Linked DNA regions of Zea mays: region 2 is linked to region 1. Evidence: chromatin contacts called from public Hi-C data. All regions are on one chromosome and are shown on one strand. Each heading gives the region's core, a stretch centred on a gene start, on an enhancer-like site or on the middle of the called end of the contact. The rest is flanking DNA. Distances are from core to core; before and after follow the strand shown. Region 1 holds the start of LOC103653544 (protein MEI2-like 4). Region 2 holds the start of LOC103653545.

Region 1 (4,699 bases), core at 593-3,092:
AATACATAAACAACAAATGAAAAGTGCAATAAAACATGTCCAACACGACAACAACAAAAACAAAGCCTTCTATTCCTGATAAAGTTAGGGTAAAAAGCTAAAATCATATTCATCACAAGCAAACAAATTATTTATGTTATTTAGGCCCTGTTTGAATGCACTAGAGATAATAGTTAGCTGCTAAAATTAGCTCTATAGACATCCAAACAATATAGCTAATAGTTGAACTATTAGCTATTTTTAGTAAATTAGCTAATAGTTAGCTAGTTATTTGTTAGCTAGCTAATTCTACTAGCAATTTTTTAGACAACTAATTATTAGCTCTAGTGGATTCAAACTAGCCCTTAGTCACGCATAAAATGTTATTAAATGCACAAAATTTCCCCGCAATAACATGTGGATTTTTGCAGCCAAAGAGCATTCTTTGCATGGAAATGAGCAAAAAGCTAAGGGGTATTGAATCAAATTAAGTACTCACCAATGTGATGCAACGACTCCTGCTTCCAAAAACCCACCAGCCTCTGCAAAGATAGATTAAAAAAATTAGTGCATGTCATAGATATCCAGAAAATCGAGTGACAACATGGTAGGTATCAAACATGAACTAAAACAATAAAGACACCACTAGCCTTATCATAAACTAACAAAAACAGAAAACAATAAATAGGGCAACAATTCTGCAACTGCAGATTATTACCTCTGTGGGAAGGCGAAGCTGCTCCTCAGAGAAGGAGGACGCAGCTACGGTTGTATTGGTGAACTGGGAGAGGTGGTGCCTCGGATCCATGACTTGAAATGGCATCCTGCAGGCGTCCAGACCATATAACGTGTTAGGCACAAACCTAGACAACAGCACCGTATCTCAATTGCCCAGGATCAACGCAAAATTAATAAAACTTGCGGAAAAGATGAAGTGTCGAGGGGTTAACATGACGAATAGGAGCAATTTTACGGGCAGAAATCTGTCAATCCATGACAACCGAGCCACAGGGCAGCAGAGAAAAAGGCGGATTTTAGCTCGTGTGAGCTTCCAAAGTCAATACTTCTGAATCAGAACCAGTAGGTTTGACAAACCAGAGTGCGAATCCCACAAATTTGAGAGAAATGTTTAATTTCCCCCAATACGACAGCACAGAAGATGTAAAATTTAATGCGCCTCGGGCTCTACGAGCTCCAAACCAGCAAGTCCCTAGTGATCAAAGAAACCATCAAAATAAAACGAGGAATTCCCGGCAGAACACAACCCAAAATAATTGTCAGACCCCGAATTCAAGCTCAGGTTACATACAGCAAGCAAGGACACCCACGAAACAAAACGACTTATACGAGAGCTTTCAAAATTTCCCAAAATTGAAACATCCCAAACAGAAACCATCCATGTAGAGAACGGAAAGCGAGTGGGGGCTCACCAGATCGGTGCCTGCTGCCACCACCTCCTCCTCTTCAGAGCTCAAAAACGGTGCCAAACTCGCAGGCAGCGGGAGCAGGCGGAAGAGATGCCCCCATGCCACGCAACCGGGACCCTGTCCGAGCTCGAGCACGGGTGGATCACGCGGCCTTACGGTCGTCCCGGGACCCAATGCGACGCCGGGGCTGCACACCCTGGCCGCGTGGGGGAGGGCGAGCGAAGAAAAAAGCTACGGACACCTATCTAACCCTAGAGCCACGACGACGGCGAGCCCCCGGGCGCTGGCCCCCATTCCGGCGCTCGCCTAGGTCCCCCTGCTCGGCCCCCTTGTGATGTGCCCGCCGGATTTCTTCGCCGGAAGCTTACTGGCTCCGGCGAGGAGGCGGTGGGTGTTGAGACGAAGGGGAGACGCGGGCCTCGCAGGGGAACAGCAACTACCTACCCAAATGCGGGCGGCAAGAGACGGGCGGCACGCCCTTTATACCGTACCCTGCGGTTACGCCCGGTGACTGCCACCGCGGAGCACGGGACCGCGGCGCGCGCGGCTGTCCTGGGGCTTGTTCATACCACCTGAAACTGACGAGATGTGGCCCACTCTAGGCGGGCTGTCTTGTCAGTGACTTGATACAGGGGTGGGACCAGTACTGCAGTGGGATCGACGGAAGAGAGCGGTGCATTGGTGTGCGGTGGGTTCAAATTTGGGTGGTGGGAGTTGGGGGAGGCGACGGCTTTGGGCTGAGTTGGTTAGGACGGGCGGCAAGCCTTGCTGCTTGCTTGCTTGCGCCAGATTGTTCTCCTCTCACTCACTGCTTGGATTAGCCTCGTTCTAGTGCAGCATCCTCCTCTCGTCCATATCATATCAGCTCTCGACTTCACTTCATCTCTAATGCTCTAGTACATAGATTGTAGCAGACTACAGCCTCTATAGCTTTTTTATTTCAGAATTAAGTAATTCACGCACGTTTATTTGAACGCTCAGAAATCGCACAACATAATGGAATGGTTTGTGTAACGAGCTCCATCCGCGTAGGGTATTTCTAAAGAGATTGGGGTGAAATTTGTGGTTTTTGCAATTTTTTTAAATTTTTTGGATCCAAAAATGGCTAGTTGCAACGACTGTTGAATTAATGTGGGTCTGGCACAAATTAATATTCAATAATAGTTAATGTTAAAGGCTCATTTTAATGCTACAGTGTACTAGTACTTTAGTACCATACCGGAAGTTCAAGTGACAATTCAATCAACTTAAATAGAAGTATCATTGGTGCATCTATTGATAAAGCTGAGAAAATGATGAAGGACTATCATGCGCGCGCGCCGCCGCCGGCGGGGCCGTGGTGGATCGGACTTTGATCCGAATATTCCGTCCTAAGGGTTGCATATTTTGCCTAGAGTAATGACAGTCCATTATTATCGTCTGTTACTGGTTGTTTCCTGTGTTATGGCTATAACGGACGGGCTGTAATGGTTGTCGGCTAGTAACGGACGTCACTAATGGTATCAATTTCTGGCTGTCTATAACGGTAGCTCTGATGGTGACTGTTACTGTCTGTTCACCTCCCTCTGCGCGTGTACTTATATGGAGGAGTGGAGGCTGCTTCTATTCACAGTACGCACGTAGAGTCTCAGACGCGTTGCACACAGCCATTCTCGTCCCACCTTCTGCGAGCACAGAGAGTTTGGGAGAGCAGGCCTCCGAAATCGCTGTCTGTTACTTGCACAGGTGTGCGGACGATTAGGTTTTTGGGGAGCGTACTCACGACTGCTCGCTTCGTCCGCTGAATCAACGCTGATCAAGTTCCTCGTCGCCGGCGTCGTTCGAGGGACTGCACTACGTACATCTGTCTACATCGACTGCGTATGACTACATCGAACATACACATGAGATGTCTCGTGTGAATAGAGCCACTGATGCCTTGCAACATCGGTCCCTCCACAGGGTACACTCTGTTCTTAGTATTTGTGTATAATTTACTGTTGTTTACAACTTATGTGAGTAGTGATACACATATGCACATACATGTCATCACATACATCACTGTGATTTTCTGGATTAAATTAAAACTGAAAATGCATATTTCTCTAACAATCCAAAAACCTGATATTAGGCATTTTTCTGTTAGTGGTTTTGTTGCTACTTTAAAACCAAGTGAACCTTTTGATAGGACATTTTACAAAAGATGACGTAGTAAGATGATATTGTGGTTGGCTGCAATGAACTGTTATCACGCCGCACAGGGGAAACCCGAACAGTTCACTCCTGAAGAGGAGAGAATGTTCGACGTTGTCAATAACCTGTTTTGAGGCACCGTGATTGGCGCTCTTGCCAACAAGTATGTTGATTTCTTATCTAATGTGCACATCTGCAAAAGAGTTATGGGATGCATTAGATGAGAAGCTCGGTGTTTATGATGCTGGTAGCGAGCTGTACATCATGGAACAGCTGTTTGACTATAAGATGGTGGAAAACCGTCCTGTAGTCGAACAGGCTCATGAAATACAGGCACTGGCTAAGGAACTCGAACAGTTAACATGTGTCTTGCCTGACAAGTTCGTGGCTAGCGGTATTATCGCTTAGATGTCACCTTCTTGAATGGATTTTGCTACCACTCTAAAACATAAGAGACAAGAGTTTAGCATGGCTGAGCTTACTGGGTCTCTTGATGTTGAGGAGAGGGCGAGAGCAAAAGACACTCATGGAAAAGGAGTCGAGACTTCTAGTGCCAATATGGTACAAAGAATAACTCCAATGTGTCACATAATAATAAAAAGAAGAACAAGCAACAAAATGCCAAGAAGCCCAAGCAGGCAGTCTCATTTAAAAAGAAGAACAAAGGAGCTGGTTCCTTTGTTTGCGGGAGTACTGATCACTGGGCAAGCACTTGTCCAGACCGCAAATTTAAGTAAGAGAAAAAACCAACTCAAGAGAACAAATCAGTAAACATAGTTGTTAGCGAGACCGTAGAAGGAACATCGGTGTATGGTAATATTTTACCTATTGTTCTTTCAGTGTGTTAATCCCCTGAGTGGTGGGCTGACACTGGTGCTAACATTCATGTGTGTGCTAATATTTCTTTGTTTTCTTCTTATCAGTGCAAAGGGGTTGGAGCCTTGCTGATGGGGAACGGATCACATGCGCATGTTCATGGTATTGGTACAGTCATTCTGAAGTTTACTTTGGGAAAGACGGTGCTGTTGAAGAACGTGCAATATGTCCCCTCCATAAAAAATAATCTTGTTAGTGGCTCGTTGCTATGTTAAGATGGCTATAAACTTGTGTTTGAGTTTAAT
Region 2 (4,576 bases), core at 1,571-4,070, 300 kb after region 1:
ACTTTTAGATCTCAAAAAGTTATGCAACTTTATAGTTGGTCACATTTTCAAATGAACTCATTTAGTGCCTTAAATAATTAAATTACTCTCGATTTGTTATAGTACATGGGGAATGAAAACGTAATATAAACATAATTGGTGTAGTAGTATAGTGGTATAGGATGGAATGCGCGAGAGAGAGGTTGCGAGTTCGAATCTCACCATTTACAAAACATATAAGTTTGATTCAAAATAATAGTGAAAAATGATAGGGCAACGGGTAAGGTAATAGGGTAGGGTTGGAGAGTTGTTCCTAGAATTTAAAAAATGTTTTGCTGTTTTTTTTAATTTTTTCGATTCTTAATTTGCCGAGTGTTTTTCTTTGCCGAGTGCTTTTTGACACTCGGCAAAGTCTTTGCCGAGTGTCCGAAAAAAACACTCGGCAAAGAACCCTTTGCCGATGAAATCTTTGTCGAGTGTTCTTTGCCGAGTGTTACACTCGGCAAAGCCTTTGCCGAGTGTAAAATAGCCTTTGCCGAGTGTCTTAGACACTCGGCAAAGAACGCGATTCCGGTAGTGTATGTTATTAGTTTTATAACTAGACAATATTTAATATATACACGTATAAATTATTTAGATATTTGATGTAACATAGACTAAACTTTATATGGGCTGAACCAAACACTCCTTTAGTAACTGTTGGTGATTCCAACCGGCACTAATGTCAATGATTTAGTACTAGTTGAAGACACCAAGTACTAATATTCTTGATTTATAAACCCTCTCCTTTTAGCTCGTGTGAAGAACATAGTCTAGCTCTCTATTTATGTCGCTATAAGCTTAAAGTGGTGAAGTGTTGTGCAAATTTTTCAAGAATTTGTTAAAATTTTCATTCATTTAAGTGCGAAAAAGTCAGCAAGTTCGTCCTCCTATATAGTGAAGTTGAAATAGTTATTTTTTGTTTAGGTTTTTTGATATTTGTGGTTTATATAATTTAGGGAAAAATTAGTATGTTCGTCCTCTAATATGTGTAGAAATATGAATGAATGTAATAGAAATTAGTAGTAAACTAGATTGGAGCTTTGTTCATTTGCTAAATAAGTTTGAAATAGTGTTGTTGTGTAATATTTTTAAATTGTTTGAGTTAATTGTCTCATATGTTGTGTATTACACATGAAGGTAATTTAATTCTCTCATAGGTTCATGTCGTGATAAGCTTCAAAGAGAGGAGGTACTATACAATTTATTTTCGAAGAATTTGTTGAAGATTTCACTCATTTAAGTGTGAAAAACGTTAGCAAGTTCATCCTCTCATATAATATAGTTGAAATAGTTATTTATTTGTTAAGATTCCTTGAATTTTATGGTCGATTGTGTCATATGTTTATGAAAGATAGCATTAATAATGTCTTATACAAATAATACAGATGAGTCGTAAATGGATGTATAACATGAATCAACGCTCTGAAGAATATGAAGGACTGGTGAGGCCACCAGTGGGGGTGAATGGGAGCCATTACAAATTCTCGAACTGCGAGAACGACACTTGTGACTTGATTCCCAAAACTCAAACCAAAATCCTCTAAGGACTCAAAATAGCAGATCAGAGTACAATGCAAACCAGTGTCATTTGAATGTACCAAAAGCCTGAAGAATGCCCAACCAAACTCTCTGCAAAAATTCAGTAATAGAATAGCAGGAATGGTTGAGCAGTAGTGCTGCGCTCATGGCCGGCAGTGCTGGGCACGCTAAAATGCCCATAAAATTCTCAAACTTCACAGAAAGTTTGCGCGGGGGAAAGAAGATGATTCTTGAAGTATCAACCTGAGCAACTCAAAAATCAAAGCGTAGATTGAAAATCCCGTTTTGGTTGGGGTTTTCTAGAAACAGGTTCAAACTTAGTTCTTCTTAAATCACGACCAAGAACTGTGATGTCGGCACCAAGATTGGCAGCCGCCTCGGCCCGTGCTATGGCTTCGACTAGGGGTGGGTCTTCAGTGTCTCTAGCCGTGGCGACCAGCGCAAGGAGAAGCTCGAGAGCGAGCTCAACGGATACAGGGTGCGGAAACCCTACCCATTATACCCTTCCTAGGAGTACTCCACAAAACAAAAATTTTAACTTACAAGTCAGAATTTGTGTTTCATGAAAATTAGCACCAGTTGATGACATACTCCATACATCCCAAAATAATTGTCGTTCTTGAGGTGTCAATCATTTTTAACTTTGATCAAATATATATTAATATTTGTTATATAATTAGTATCATTAGATAGATGTTTGAATCTATTTTAGGAAATTATTGACACGTTGTGATGTGTATGGGTGGCCTAGGGTAGTGGGTTGTGGAGCAAGGTAGTTGGTTGTTGAGCAAGCGAGACTAGCAGATATTTTGCAAGGTTTAGGAGAAACACTATATTTATATTCACAGTCATCAAAATTGTGTAACTTACTCGATTGTAGATGATGGATGTTAGAAATAAGGATACAATATATATGGCTAATGTTCAATTACGTTGTATTCCATTCTTGTATAAACTTGCTAGCTACTATTTGCATCCTAGCCGTTGTACACATTTTTATGTTTTTTTTAACTCCTATTTCGCTCTCTCTCACCTGTTTTTTATTTCATGCTATATACCATTGAACATAATGACAAACAATCAAAAGTGCATTATCCGGTTGTCGAACATTTTGTAACTAGTGAGAGAATTAAAAGTTGGAGCAGCTTGTCGAAATTTGGCAAATGAGAGGAGCAGGCAGCAGCCGGTCTCCCGCGCGATTGCAGTCTCATGGTCAAGGTCAACCGTGCCGATATGGGTGTCCCTGTTCCTCCGACCTCCATTCGCGATTAAACAAAGCAGCGTCAGCTTCTATTATAAGTAGCGGGAAGAGAGATTGATACCTTCCGAACTCCCTCTCCCTCGTAGCCCCAAGTGGCCAGCTAATTTTAGCCGAGGCTCCAACTCCAAGGCAACGGACGCACAGAGGATCAGGAAGGAAGAAGGGGTCGCAGCCACAAGGGTGCTTTCCAAATCCACGGCTAGCTTACGCTTACGGAAAGATCATAGGGGCTTACTCGGAGCAAGGAGGCGCCTGTTTGCAACGACGAACGCGAGATTAGAGGGAGAAACCAAACGCCGCAGGGGATGAAGTCGCCGTTGCGCAGGCTCAGGGGCTTCGGCCACCACCACCCCAAGGAGCGGAGGGGGCACCAGCCGCCGCCGGCCAAGCTCGACGAGCTCGTCTGCGCCGCCCATGTTCGTACCATTCATTCCCCACCTCCACCCTTTTTTTCCCTATTGGAATTTCTACCGGGCGATTGGGATTCCACGGCCTATTTTTGTGTGCCGTTCTTGAGGTGAGTGGATCCTGTTCGGGTTTCGTTTTGCCGGGAATGATGAAACTATCTAGTTTTTGTAATAGAAGCGCGGTGGAAAGGTAGAACACGGAGACCCATATAGTTTTGATTACAAAACCTGCATTTCATGCTACCTCAAACTATCTAGCTAGTTTTGTAGCACCAAGATATTGTCCCAACTGCATTTTGATTACAAAAACTGCATTTCATACGTAGATTTTGCCGAGGAAAGAAGGTGTTGAACACTAAAAATTGTAGCACTGATACTATCAGACGGTCCGTGGGTGGTAGGCAAGCACAGACAAGCTAAGTCCGTGTCTAGCGAGGGATGGTAATAGATTACAATCAAAATGTTGCTTCACAATAAGCTATGATCTTTAATTAATTTTAATTCAAAAATTAATAGGAATAGAGCTCGTTCCTAATTCGATTCGATCCTTAAATTTTATAGTGTAAAATCTAAAGTCCATTATCACCATTAGGTCGGGCTTGGTACTTCGGACCGTTCAAGATTAGATGAATTCAAGCGAGAGTCCTGATTTGTTGTGATATCCTTCCTATTTTTTGTGATATTTTGTTCAACTTCTCTCAGACCTCCTCGCTACGAATATAAATGGGTACGGCCGATTGATGCACACACAATCTAATCAAACCAATATATTTACATTACTTACCTTCATGCTTTAGATCTTGATATAGCGTAGCATTAGTTGTAGTTCATCAATCTCAATTTTCTACTCTGTTTGGCTCTATATTGTCTAAAGGCGCTTTGTGTAGTCTGTCGATCCCGAAACAACCCTATGATATCTGCTCCCTGATGGAGTCACTCTCGAGAGATGAGATCTAGGTTTACCGAGACCTCTGTGCGCGCCACGGATGGTCCGGCGCCCTACCGCGGACCTTCCGACACCATGTGAAGTCGAGCTCAAGGTCCTACACGTCGCGTGAAGAATCTAGGGTTCGTTAGTATTTGGTCCAAAAAATGCCAACAGAAAGGATGCGGGCATGTCTGGGTAGTGAAGAGGAGGAATGGCCGGGAAAGAAGAAACACTCGTGAAGAAGGAAAATAAAAAAATTGAATGTAACCAGCGGTACAGTGAGGAATTTTGTCCAGCTACGTACATCAAACATAATTTGATAGAGCACTCTTGAAAAACTTTACCAAAACGATGAATCTAGCCGCTAGATTCACTATTTCGTTGGATATAGTAAATTTAAACAGTTTGACTAGTTTTTTG

Evidence for each region. Hi-C and Micro-C count contacts between places; a contact is called where the count stands out from the background.
Region 2: a Hi-C map of tassel shows a contact between it and region 1, with 2.4 times the contacts expected there. The contact joins the promoter of LOC103653545 here to the promoter of LOC103653544 in region 1. A contact is called at or near these places in 2 of 25 Hi-C or Micro-C datasets (ear and tassel).

The regions. Positions count from the first base shown.
Region 1 is chr4:99,147,838-99,152,536 of Zm-B73-REFERENCE-NAM-5.0, forward strand. It overlaps LOC103653544 (protein MEI2-like 4), which reads right to left and starts at 1,843. Exons shown (of 15, transcript NM_001329435.1): 1 at 1,410-1,843; 2 at 698-803; 3 at 479-521. The coding sequence starts at 802.
Region 2 is chr4:99,446,025-99,450,600 of Zm-B73-REFERENCE-NAM-5.0, forward strand. LOC103653545 reads left to right here and starts at 2,821. Exons shown (of 11, transcript XM_008680422.3): 1 at 2,821-3,237. The coding sequence starts at 3,127.